Regions from separate parts of the Mus musculus genome. Here region 2 is linked to region 1. A link is a contact called in public promoter capture Hi-C data. All regions are on one chromosome and are shown on one strand. The core of a region is the stretch at or near the end of the contact, and the rest is flanking DNA. Distances in the headings are between cores, read along the strand shown.

The links. Promoter capture Hi-C pulls out the DNA fragments that hold promoters and counts their contacts.
Region 2: a contact with region 1 is called in a promoter capture Hi-C map of liver, with 2.2 times the contacts expected there. The contact joins the promoter of Paqr9 here to the enhancer-like site in region 1. A contact is called at or near these places in 5 of 39 promoter capture datasets (embryonic stem cells, liver, macrophages and 1 more) and 2 of 484 Hi-C or Micro-C datasets (both in liver).

Annotation. Positions count from the first base shown.
Region 1 is chr9:95,473,698-95,478,824 of GRCm38.p6, reverse strand. U2surp (U2 snRNP-associated SURP domain containing) reads left to right here. Exons shown (of 28, transcript NM_001357974.1): 20 at 1,303-1,425; 21 at 2,562-2,718; 22 at 3,528-3,623; 23 at 4,338-4,404. Among named protein-coding and RNA genes, the nearest start is that of Gm32133, 31 kb to the right of the region's middle. Within about 2 kb of position 1,289, at least 9 of the 459 cell types and tissues checked have an H3K27ac peak or open chromatin away from gene starts, as enhancers often do. A contact at or near this core is called in liver, where this site is marked.
Region 2 is chr9:95,556,388-95,561,519 of GRCm38.p6, reverse strand. Paqr9 (progestin and adipoQ receptor family member IX) reads right to left here and starts at 1,886. Exons shown (of 1, transcript NM_198414.3): 1 at 1-1,886. The coding sequence starts at 1,561. The coding sequence ends at 434.

The DNA.
Region 1 (5,127 bases), core at 40-2,539:
GTTATTTATGGTTGTTTAGAAAGTATCTTCAGGGCATTGGTGGCTCTAGTATGGCAGGTGGTTGTGATGTGTGGCCTCACATGCTGTGGCATAAGGCCTGGGGGTGCCATTTAACCCTGGGCCTGCTGAGGGACCTACCATGCTTGAGCTTGTGTGCGGATCTGAAACTGAGCGTGGAGGACAGCAGTCAGCCACGTCTCCCAGGAGGGCCTGGTGCTTTGGGAAGACTGAGTAACGGAGTGGCTGTCTACCACAAGATGCCACCAGAGGAGGAAGGCCCTATGGACCCCAGTGTGAGTGTGTCATTATGAAGACAGTGCCACTGACGACACAGTCCTGTCCAGCTGTGTTGAGGTGCAGTGGGTGTTTGCAGATGGGAACCCATGACCTGCTCAACAGTGCTGGAGCACAGAGGTGCCTGAAGAATGGCCTTGATAAGGACTCGAAAATTTGATCTTCAGAGTTTTCTGGGGTTGTGTGGTGGAAGATTCAAAATTTTAGGAGGGTGAGGAGTGCTGGTCACTGCTCTTGTTTAGATTGTAAATACACATTCAAGACAGGTTATTAATAATTTTAATGTGCTGTTTTCAGGGGAAAAAAAGCCTGTTCAGTTTTTATTTTTCATTTTAGTAACCTCTTAAATGAAAGACTATGCGACTGGGCGTGGTAGTGCACACCTTTAATCTCAACACTGGGGAGGCAGAGGCAGATGGATCTCTCTGAGTTCAGGCCCCCCTGGTCTACAAAGCGAAAGAGTCCAGGAAACCCAGAGCTGTTACACAGAGAAACCCTGTCTCAAAAAACCAAAAAAAAGAAAAGAAAAAAAAAAAACAAAAACAAAAAAAAGAAAGGAAAGACAGAGAACCTTAGGTTATAAACCAGTGTTAGGACAGAGCCAGTTAAAGCCCAAGGTAGCAATTGAATAAATGAATATACTACTGTGGGGAAGATTCAGGACCGGGAAGTGCTTCATTGGATCATAATGGATTGAGAGTAAAGCTTGATTGCTTTGGTTTCTAGTGGTCAGAAGGTACTGTGAGATTGTTTTTCAAGATATGACTCATATATACATGAGAGTTGACCTTAATTAAAAATAATCCAAGTTTTTTTTCCCCCCAGCATTTATGTTTACTTGGAAGATAGCATTGAATTGATTTAAAAAATCAGGAATGGTATATGTAGTTAATTTTTTTAATTTGAAAAAATGATCTAGCAACTTAAAGGGAAATTCGCAATAACAATGGTATTCCCATGAACTCAAGTTTGGACTTGACATTTACTGTCTGTTTTCTATTAACTTAGCAACGGGTAATGACCTGCTTCAGAGCATGGGAAGATTGGGCAATTTATCCAGAACCATTTTTGATCAAACTTCAGAATATTTTCTTAGGACTTGTAAATATCATTGAAGAAAAGGAAACAGAGGTAGGTATTCTGTACTTAAATATTTTTCTGGGGGAGGGGGAATATTACATATATTTCTTTATGAAAAATACCTGTTTACCATTAAATAATACAAGAGTCAGTGTTACATAAGACAGGGATTTTCAATGTGTTCTTATGGGATAGTGGCTGTTTTTGTTTTGTTTTTAGTAACTTGAAAAGATTTATGATATATTAGAAAACAAATAATACACAGAAACCCCTCAACTAACAAGGGGGCCTTGATAAACTTACTGCAAGTAAGTCTCATCAAGTTAAAGGTACAGTGACTGCTTGTACCAACATGACTGAACCTGAGAGCTCAGCCTGGCTTACTTTCTTCTGACTTCTAACCTGTATCAGTATCTTTCAGTTTCCTAGTAGAGGGCTTTTTTTCATCTTTCTCATGTTACTATGTTGCAGCCTGTCTATCCTTTGGGGCTTCTGTAGTAGAGGAGTCTTACCGAGTCTTGCTTTTGTGGGCTCTTGACTCCCATATCATTTGGTGAGGTTGAGGTAAATTGCTTTTGGAAGGCAGGGAGCTGTGCTCTGTGCATCACACATCTGATTCTGCTCTTCTCCAGTGTCATTTCACTTCCTTCCAGGATGTTCTGGCTCTCCTCTCCCTCAGCAGTTGGTGAAGGGACAGCTACTCTTCTACCCTCTTCTCAGACTCTTTGTTTCAGTTTCTTCAGTGCAGTGTTTCTCTTCCACTGCTCTTTGTACCTGCTCTTCTCTTTCTGGATTTTCTGTGTTACCAGACCTCAGCCTAAGTGTAACTTCAGGATAACCTTTTGACTTCTTTAAGGGAAATTTAATTATTAAATAGTATAATAAGATGGTGATGTACACTTTCAATCTATTGTTCTAACTTATTTTCTTTTTAAACAAACCTTTACTAAGCTCTTTGGCAGACGAACCAAGCCTGATACTTTTCACCATGACTCATATGCTACTTGATCTCAAGGATAAGCCTTTAATATATATTATGCAAATAAGTGTACAGATAGTTACTGTCTCTGCAGTCTGGATAATAAAACATATTTACATTGTGTCTGGAGATAAGGCTATCTAGTCATGTTGCTCTGCACTGGATTTTAAGTTAATCTAACAGTGAGAGAGTGGTGCATGTTTTGCAGGATGTGCCGGATGATCTTGACGGTGCTCCCATCGAGGAGGAGCTTGACGGGGCGCCTCTGGAGGATGTGGATGGGATTCCCATCGATGCCACTCCCATCGATGACCTGGATGGGGTCCCTATAAAGAGTCTTGATGATGATCTGGATGGAGTGCCTTGTAAGTTTGGACTTTAAACATTCAGACTAACAGGTTTAGTTGCCAAAATCCCTTAAGTTTTTCACGTGATGGTATGGAGAAATGTTTTAATTTTTGACTGTCAAGTCACTCACCTTTTCTGACATTTTAAAATTTAGGTATCTAGCAATATGTTTGACTGTGGCAAAGGAAAGAGCTTTATTATGGTATCTTTTTTGGGGGACTATCATCCTATAATATTAGCAGGTTTTCCTTTTTGTCTCAATTGTCTGAAAGTTACAGGCAGTATCTTGTGTTTTACAGTCACATGCCCAGTGTCACTTCCTTTGTTTTTTTTATTTTCCTACCCACACCTCCATATGCTTCTCTTGTACCCAAATTTTCTATGCAGTAGTTCTTCACACCCATTTTGCCTTGCTCTTGATAGATAAAAGTTACCCACTGCCAATTCTGGTCTGCAAATATCAAATGGAGAGTTCAAAAAATTTCATAAACTGTAGGAATCATAATTCATTCTAACAGTTCTTTCGTGTTTTATTATTTTTTTAGTGTTCCTAATTTATAAAAATAATCTGTGGATCAGAAAACATAGTAAATGTATAATTTAGTGCTGGTTATAGGCTTAGGCATTTATTAGAGGTCTTGGGATGTGGGTAAAAGGGCTCTACTTCAAGATTTGGTCTCAAGCAAAACAGTGAGTTAATCATAGTCCTTGTTGTTGATACTGTCAATGGTTTCCTACATGTGGACTTAGTTTTATTTGCTGTTTGATAAGGCCATAAGTTTGAGTCATCTCCTAATATATTTAATAGTCATCTTTTCTTCAATAGTGGATGCAACTGAAGACTCAAAGAAGAATGAACCCATATTTAAAGTTGCCCCATCAAAATGGGAGGCTGTAGATGAATCTGAATTGGAAGCACAAGGTGAGTAAATTGTAGACACTGAGGTTTTAAACACTTGGGTACTGGGATAGTGGTATCTTTGAGTAGTATAGTACTTGCCTAGCATGTGCAAGGCTCTGGGTTGGATCCTTAGCACTTGAAAGGGAAAGGTAGAAAATTGATTTGTTAATATTATTGCTACCTTTGTATTTGTGTGTGTATGTTTACCTTGTGTGTAAAAACTTTATTGTCAGCTTTCAGTTTCAGTGTTACCATATTTTATTCTATCATAAGTATTCATTTATTGTTGGTACTCTTGTAATAACGGAAGCTTTGAGAGTAATCAAATAAATCACACATACACACTCACATTCTTCCTCCCTCCCCTCCCCTCCCCTCCCCTCCCCTCCCCTCCCCAGGCTAAGGTGTTTGAATACAAAGTGTAGATGTAGTCAGTATGCATGCGGAAACCCTCTTAGTGACCACTTTCAGAGACACTGAGCTTTGACTCTCCTGTAATTCTTGTTAGATTGAGTTTGCACTTGGGGCCCGTATCTGTTACATCGTTTCTGAATTTGAATCTAGTATAAGGTGTGAGAAGAGAAGATGCAGAGCACATTGTATTGGCTGCTAGAAGAGGAGATAAGCTGAAATAGAAGCTCCTGCAATGCAAGCTTTCAGCTCTAAAGTTGGGTCTCTACTGTAGCAAAACTGGTGATTTGCCTTATGGAGTTCCATTCTTTTTTTTTTCTCTAGCGGTAACGACTTCTAAGTGGGAGTTATTTGACCAGCATGAAGAGTCAGAAGAAGAGGAAAACCAAAAGTAAGAATCTTGAGTTTCAGACATACCCAGCTTCCTGCACGTATACACCCCCTCTTTTACTGACACGTTTGGTTGAAATAATAAGTCCTTGGAGAAAATCATCTTTAGTCTCCATCTTTTCTTCCCAGTGAATAAAGAGCTTTGGTCTCTGGTCTTTACACCAGGCTTCACCTTACTGTGTTTTCTACCTGAGGATGTATACTCCTGCCTTAAAGCTATTATTTTATCAGTTGTAGTTGTTTCAAATCATTGTTACCAAATACTGCTTGAGATCCACAAAAAGTGATTTTAAAGTGGAGTAGGAAGACCATACTCTTTTCCTTGTGGATAGTGCATCACTAACAACTGCTGTTGTTTTAAATGTAAACATGTCAGAAGAACGAGAGTGTATGCAGGGGAGCTTCTTAAGTATAAAGAAATTATAATTTTGATAGTTTTCTCTTGTAATTACTAGAGAAATATTTTTGCCTTTGACATTGTGGTGATAAGAAAATAATGACATTGATAAATTTTAGGAAGCTTCATACATTTTACAGTCATTGCTGTCAATACTGGGCTTTACAATAAAAAGAGTCTTTTGTTTTATGAAAACTAAGTAGTCTTATTCTCAGATGGATGAAGAACAAAGGCAAGCCTGTTGGATAGCCCAGCACAGAGTGTGCACTTGTGTGCACGCAAACAGACTGGTGGGCTGCAGGGAGGTGTGCTCAGTCAGCAGTTTGT
Region 2 (5,132 bases), core at 637-3,136, 82 kb before region 1:
CTCCATTCTTTCGACAAATCCAAGCATTGCTAGACCTCAGAAGCAGCCAGGGGTTTGTGTTTATCCTCTTCACTGCATACCTGCCTTCACTAAGGGACACAGAAGACTGTTAGAAAAGCCAACTGCTTGGGGCTCTATCTGTAATCACAATCCTCACTGTCTTTGCAAAAATCCCTGGATATCATAGACAGTCCCTAATTTTCTTCCCGGAGGCCCTCTTCCTTCTGTTTCACCTCCCATCTCCCTCTTCTAAAGGCCAGTGGACTTGGGATTCCCCAACTGTCAGGGAACCTTTCCCTAGTGGCCTGCAGCACCCTCTTCCAGCAAAGAAGGAAACAACAAAACTTGAAAACAAACCAACAATAACAACAACAACAACAGAAACTCCACGCAAACCGGTGGGCAAACCATAGCCTCCTCCGGGGGTGGAGGCTCACTTTTTACTGCAGAATTCGGTGCTGTTCAGGAACTTCCTGATGACTAGTCCCAGGCAAACCACCAGCAGCAGCATGTAGCCCACTGTGCCCGAGAAGGTGGGCGCGGCAGGGGGTGCCTGGAGGAACTGGCGCAGGCCCTCTTCCACGTAGTACACCTGGTCATAGATGCTGAGGAAAGTGAAGATGTGGAAGAGCTGATGGCTGTGGCCAATGATGTCGAAGAGACCCGGCTGGATGCGCTCAGGGATCTTGCTCACGTTGAAGAAGGCGGCCACCACCAGCCAGAAGTAGCGGCGGTAGAAGTGCACGAAGAGTGTGGGGTTCTCGCCTCGCAGGTCGAAGAGCCAGCTCTCTAGCATAATGGGGCAGGCCATGCTGAGCGGCATGACGAAGACGAAGGTGCGCAGGGCGAACGGGTAGGAGCACCAGTCGGTGCGGCTCTTACAGCAAGCCACGGTGCAGGCCACAGCCAGCACGAAGGCCACGGGCAGCACGAGCGCGCGGTAGACCGCGATGAGGCGGGTGCAGTCCACGTGCCAGCCCAGGCGCTGCTGCACATACGGCGTCATGACCCTGGCGTCCAGCAGGCTCAGGCTGGGCAGCAGGTAGTAGTAGTAGGCCACGGTGCTGCCGAAGCCATAGTAGCTGATGGAAGCGTAGTCCAGGTAGAAGAAGGCGGCGCGCAGGCGCAGCGACAGGCAGCTGAACACGTGCGCCGTGCAGCTCATGGCGAAGGTCAGCAGCACCCCCGACGCATAGCACCACAGCGGCAGCAGCCAGGGGTGGTGGAAGGGCACATCGCTGCCGCCCAGGAAGAAGAGGCGGCAGAACTTACTGAGGAACAGCAGCAGCGGGATGAAGTGCGTCCAGAAGTTGAGCGTCTCATTGGTGGGCTTCAGCACCGAGGCCAGGCACTCTTGCGCGGTGCACGGCAGCCGCCGGTAGCCGGACAGGATGAAGCACTCCACGAAGTCATCGGGCACCTCGTCCCAGCGCAGCAGCGGCTTGGTCGTGGCCGCCGGCGGGCTCCGGGGGGCGGAGGCGGAGGCGGGATGCGAGCGCCGGGAGGTCGAGGCCGGCGGTCCCTTCACGCCGGCGCCCCGCTGCTGCAGGCGCCGCGGCATGGTGCCCCGGGCTTAGCTAGGGCGCGCGCGAGGCCACCGCGGGCGCCGGGCGCCGTCGGAGCCTTTGTGCGCGCGCGCGCGCGCGGGACCGCGGCCGCAGGTTGGCTACGCGGCCTCGGCTTGGAAGCGGGCTGCTCCGGGGGCTCGGCGCACCGGGCGGGAGGCTGCTGCTGCGCGCGCGGCTTGCCGGCGGCGTCCTCGCCACGCTCGGGTCTCTCAGCCCGCGGCCGGCCGCGCTGCGGTGGCGGCGGTGGCGCGGCTGACTGCGGCGGTGGTGGCGGTGGTGGCGGCGGCGGCGGCGCGGCGGTGACTGGGCATCGTGCGCGCGGGGCGGGCGGCGGGAGGCGGGATGTGCGCGAGGCGCTGGCGGGGGAGGGCGGCGCCGCGCAGGGCGGGGGCCCCCGGGGTTAGGGTGTCTGCGCCGCGGCGGGGGGATGGAGGTGTCCCCTGTCTTGCGTCTCCTACCATCCCCCCCTTCTCGGGCTGCGACCGCTCGGGCCGCCGCGTTAATGATTGATGCGGGGCCGGAGGCTGGCCAGAGACGCGGCCGCCGGCGCCCAGGGCGAGAGGGTGGGCAAGGGTGGGCGAGGGGGTTCGAAGTGCGACAGCCACGCCGGCGTTCTAGAGGACACTGGGGACCCGAGTTCGTGGGGGGCGGGGAGCCGGGCTGGGCGGAGGGATGCTCTAACTGTAACCTGCGGAGGTGTCAGGGAGGGCACTGCGGTACCCGCTTAGAGACGGTGTCCGAATCCGAGCTTGGCGGTTGTCAGACAGCTGGTGCTGCCTGCCTCTCTGTTCTGCTGTCTGTCATCCGTGTGTGAGTGTGTGTGTGCCCCCCTCTGTGTGTGTGTGTGAGTGTTGCCCTCCTACTCAATCCACGTCAAGTCCTAGTTTATTTCCTTACTCTAGCGGACCTATTCAGGTGCGTCACTATCCTCCTCCTCTCTCTCTTTGTGGTGTCTAAAGGGACCTAAAGGGACAATTCCCAAGCTGGTCTTCAGCTCAACTCACCAACTCGGAAGCCCCAGCTTACTCCTCTGTGGCTTCTTTAACTAGGAATCCGATGAAGAGCTCAGGAGCGCTCGACAACGGATTTTCAGGAACAGTTTCAGATGATGGTTTGGGGATTCAGAACGCCTCTAAGGAGCCGGGGAATGTATTAAAAAGGGTTTCCCAAGCAGAGCTGTGCAGGAGCCTCGGGAGGAAGCAGATGAGGGAAGACTATAGGCGTCTTCTAGAACAAACCAGAAAAGAGAGTTGAGAGGGTTCCTAGAGGCTTAGCATCGATGGTTTAGAGAAACCTATGCATAATTAACCTTAGAAGTACCTGGCAGGTCTAGTATGAGTTTCTTCAGGCAAGGGGCCCGAAGAAAAGGAGACTTGAAGAGTTCAGAGGTTTGTGATGAGCAGCGGTGTGAAAAATATCATAACCTAGACTTCCAAGATGGGGGTCTCCCAGTGACGTCTCAAATGTTCACCGTGTTCCATCTTTCAGTGATACTCCGGGTGTGGCTTCATCTGACCGGAGTCTTCACCTTGGTATAACAAAGATATACATACAGTTTTGAGGTGTTAGGCACTTGATGTCTTACAGCTTTAAAATATCTTAGATACTCTTTCCCCCATTTTGCAGATAAGGAAAATGGAGGCACCATGGCCATGTTGAGTACACCCAGGTGGTGAATGTGAACACAGGCAGTCTGCTGTTAGACTTCATATATGAAACTAGAACACCCACTAACCTTCACTAGGAGGAATCGGACTGCTAGGAAGGACCATCCCACTTAGGAAAAGGCTTTCGATTGAATTTTAAATTTTTATTTTATGTTCATTTTAAAATCAAAAGGGCCACCTTCATCACTAAACAGAATCTTGTAAGGAGGTTAAAGAAGATTATTAGTATGGATAAGTTGTTTATAACTAGACTGTCATTTTGTATTGTAAATGTTTAGGATTAATCAAGTCTTTTTGGAAGTTTCAGCCTTTTCTCTGAAATAGTTTCCACTCGTTGATTTTGCAAACTCTTGCACAATCAGGCCAAAGGTGCACGGTAATGTTATATCTTTCTGACCTATCACATATTTTTTGGCTAGTGGGTTTGCAATGAATTCGGGTTTTGGTTGAAGTTTTTTAACTGATCATTTATTTATCTCTCTTTCCCTTTTAGTTTTCCTCAGCTTTAAAATTGAACTCTAGCTTCCTTTACCACGTGGAGAGGGACCCGAGGTAACGTGTAAAACCGATTAGGAGTCAAGCATTCAATTCAAGTGGGGGGATGCTAAATCTCGGAACCACAGGAAAGTCAGAGGAACAAAATAATTCATGTTCCCTTTGTTTCCCCACAAACACCCTAAGCTGCGGACTGGAACCGGTGTTCCTCATACCATAATTCCCACATTTGCAACCCCTTGGTTTCATAAGCAGCTCACTTACATAATTGGGAGAAGTTTCACAGATTTTCTTTCACATGCAGAACTAGGTTTGTTTGAGACAAGCTCTCACTAGGTAGCTCCCTCTGGCTTTGAATTTGCTATGTAGACCAGGCTGGCCTTGAAGTCCTAGAGATTGACTTGCCTCTGCCTCTGAATGCTGGGATTAAAGAAGAGCATTGCTGTACACAGTCAGATTCTTACAAAAGCAAATGCCCGCAGAGCAGAAGGTAGACTGACTGGGAGACGGGAGCAGTGAAGGAGGAAGGAGAGGCGCTACCAAGGGGAGGAGATGGGTGAGCACGAGCCAAGCACAGTGCCACAGAATTATGAAACTGTCACAATGGGACATTATTTGGTTAAAAAAAAATTACCCTTCAAAACAATGAGATTGACCGTAAATGACTGTTCAACATTTCTAGGTAGGTAAATAGTATATAACTTTTTGACGAAGACATAGAATTGGCTAAGCATGGTAATGCGTACCTTTAATGCCAGCACGTATTAAAGAGAGGTGGGGGCAGATTGATCTCTGTGAGTCTGAGGCTAGCCCCATCTACAGAGCAACAGCCAGAGTTGTTACACAGAGAAACTCTGTCTTGAAAAAAAATACAGAGGGGTGAGGGGAGTCTAATAAAATATAATTTTTTACAATGTCAATATTTTATAGTCAAAAAATGTTTAATGACTTTTCTTTCAGAAAGTGTACTCCTTTCTCTCATATTCCTAACCCCACACAAGGCGCAAAACCAACTGATATAATGGACAAGGTGACCACCTTTAAAACTCACAAAACATGAAGAAACAGGTTGTACAGCAAAAGGAACATGGCTTTCCTGAAAGTTCTCTGGTCTAGGTCCAGACAGCTGCCTTTGCTATATCCCGATAGAGCTGCCTAGAGAGGACTGCATGAAATAGCAAAACCTATATTTTGATTGTCAAGCAGAGCAACAACGCCACGTTTCCTAAACTACTAACAATCAATAGACATCCTCTAATTCTTAATCTAGAAATGTGAGACCATTTCCCCAAGTCCTGCATGAGCTGGGTTGTGTGTTTGGCCTCTGGCAATCTGCTTCTTTTCAGAGGCAAGCTCTCAGTGCTGGGCTGGGCAATGCAGATAGAAGCTATAGGCCAGCGGC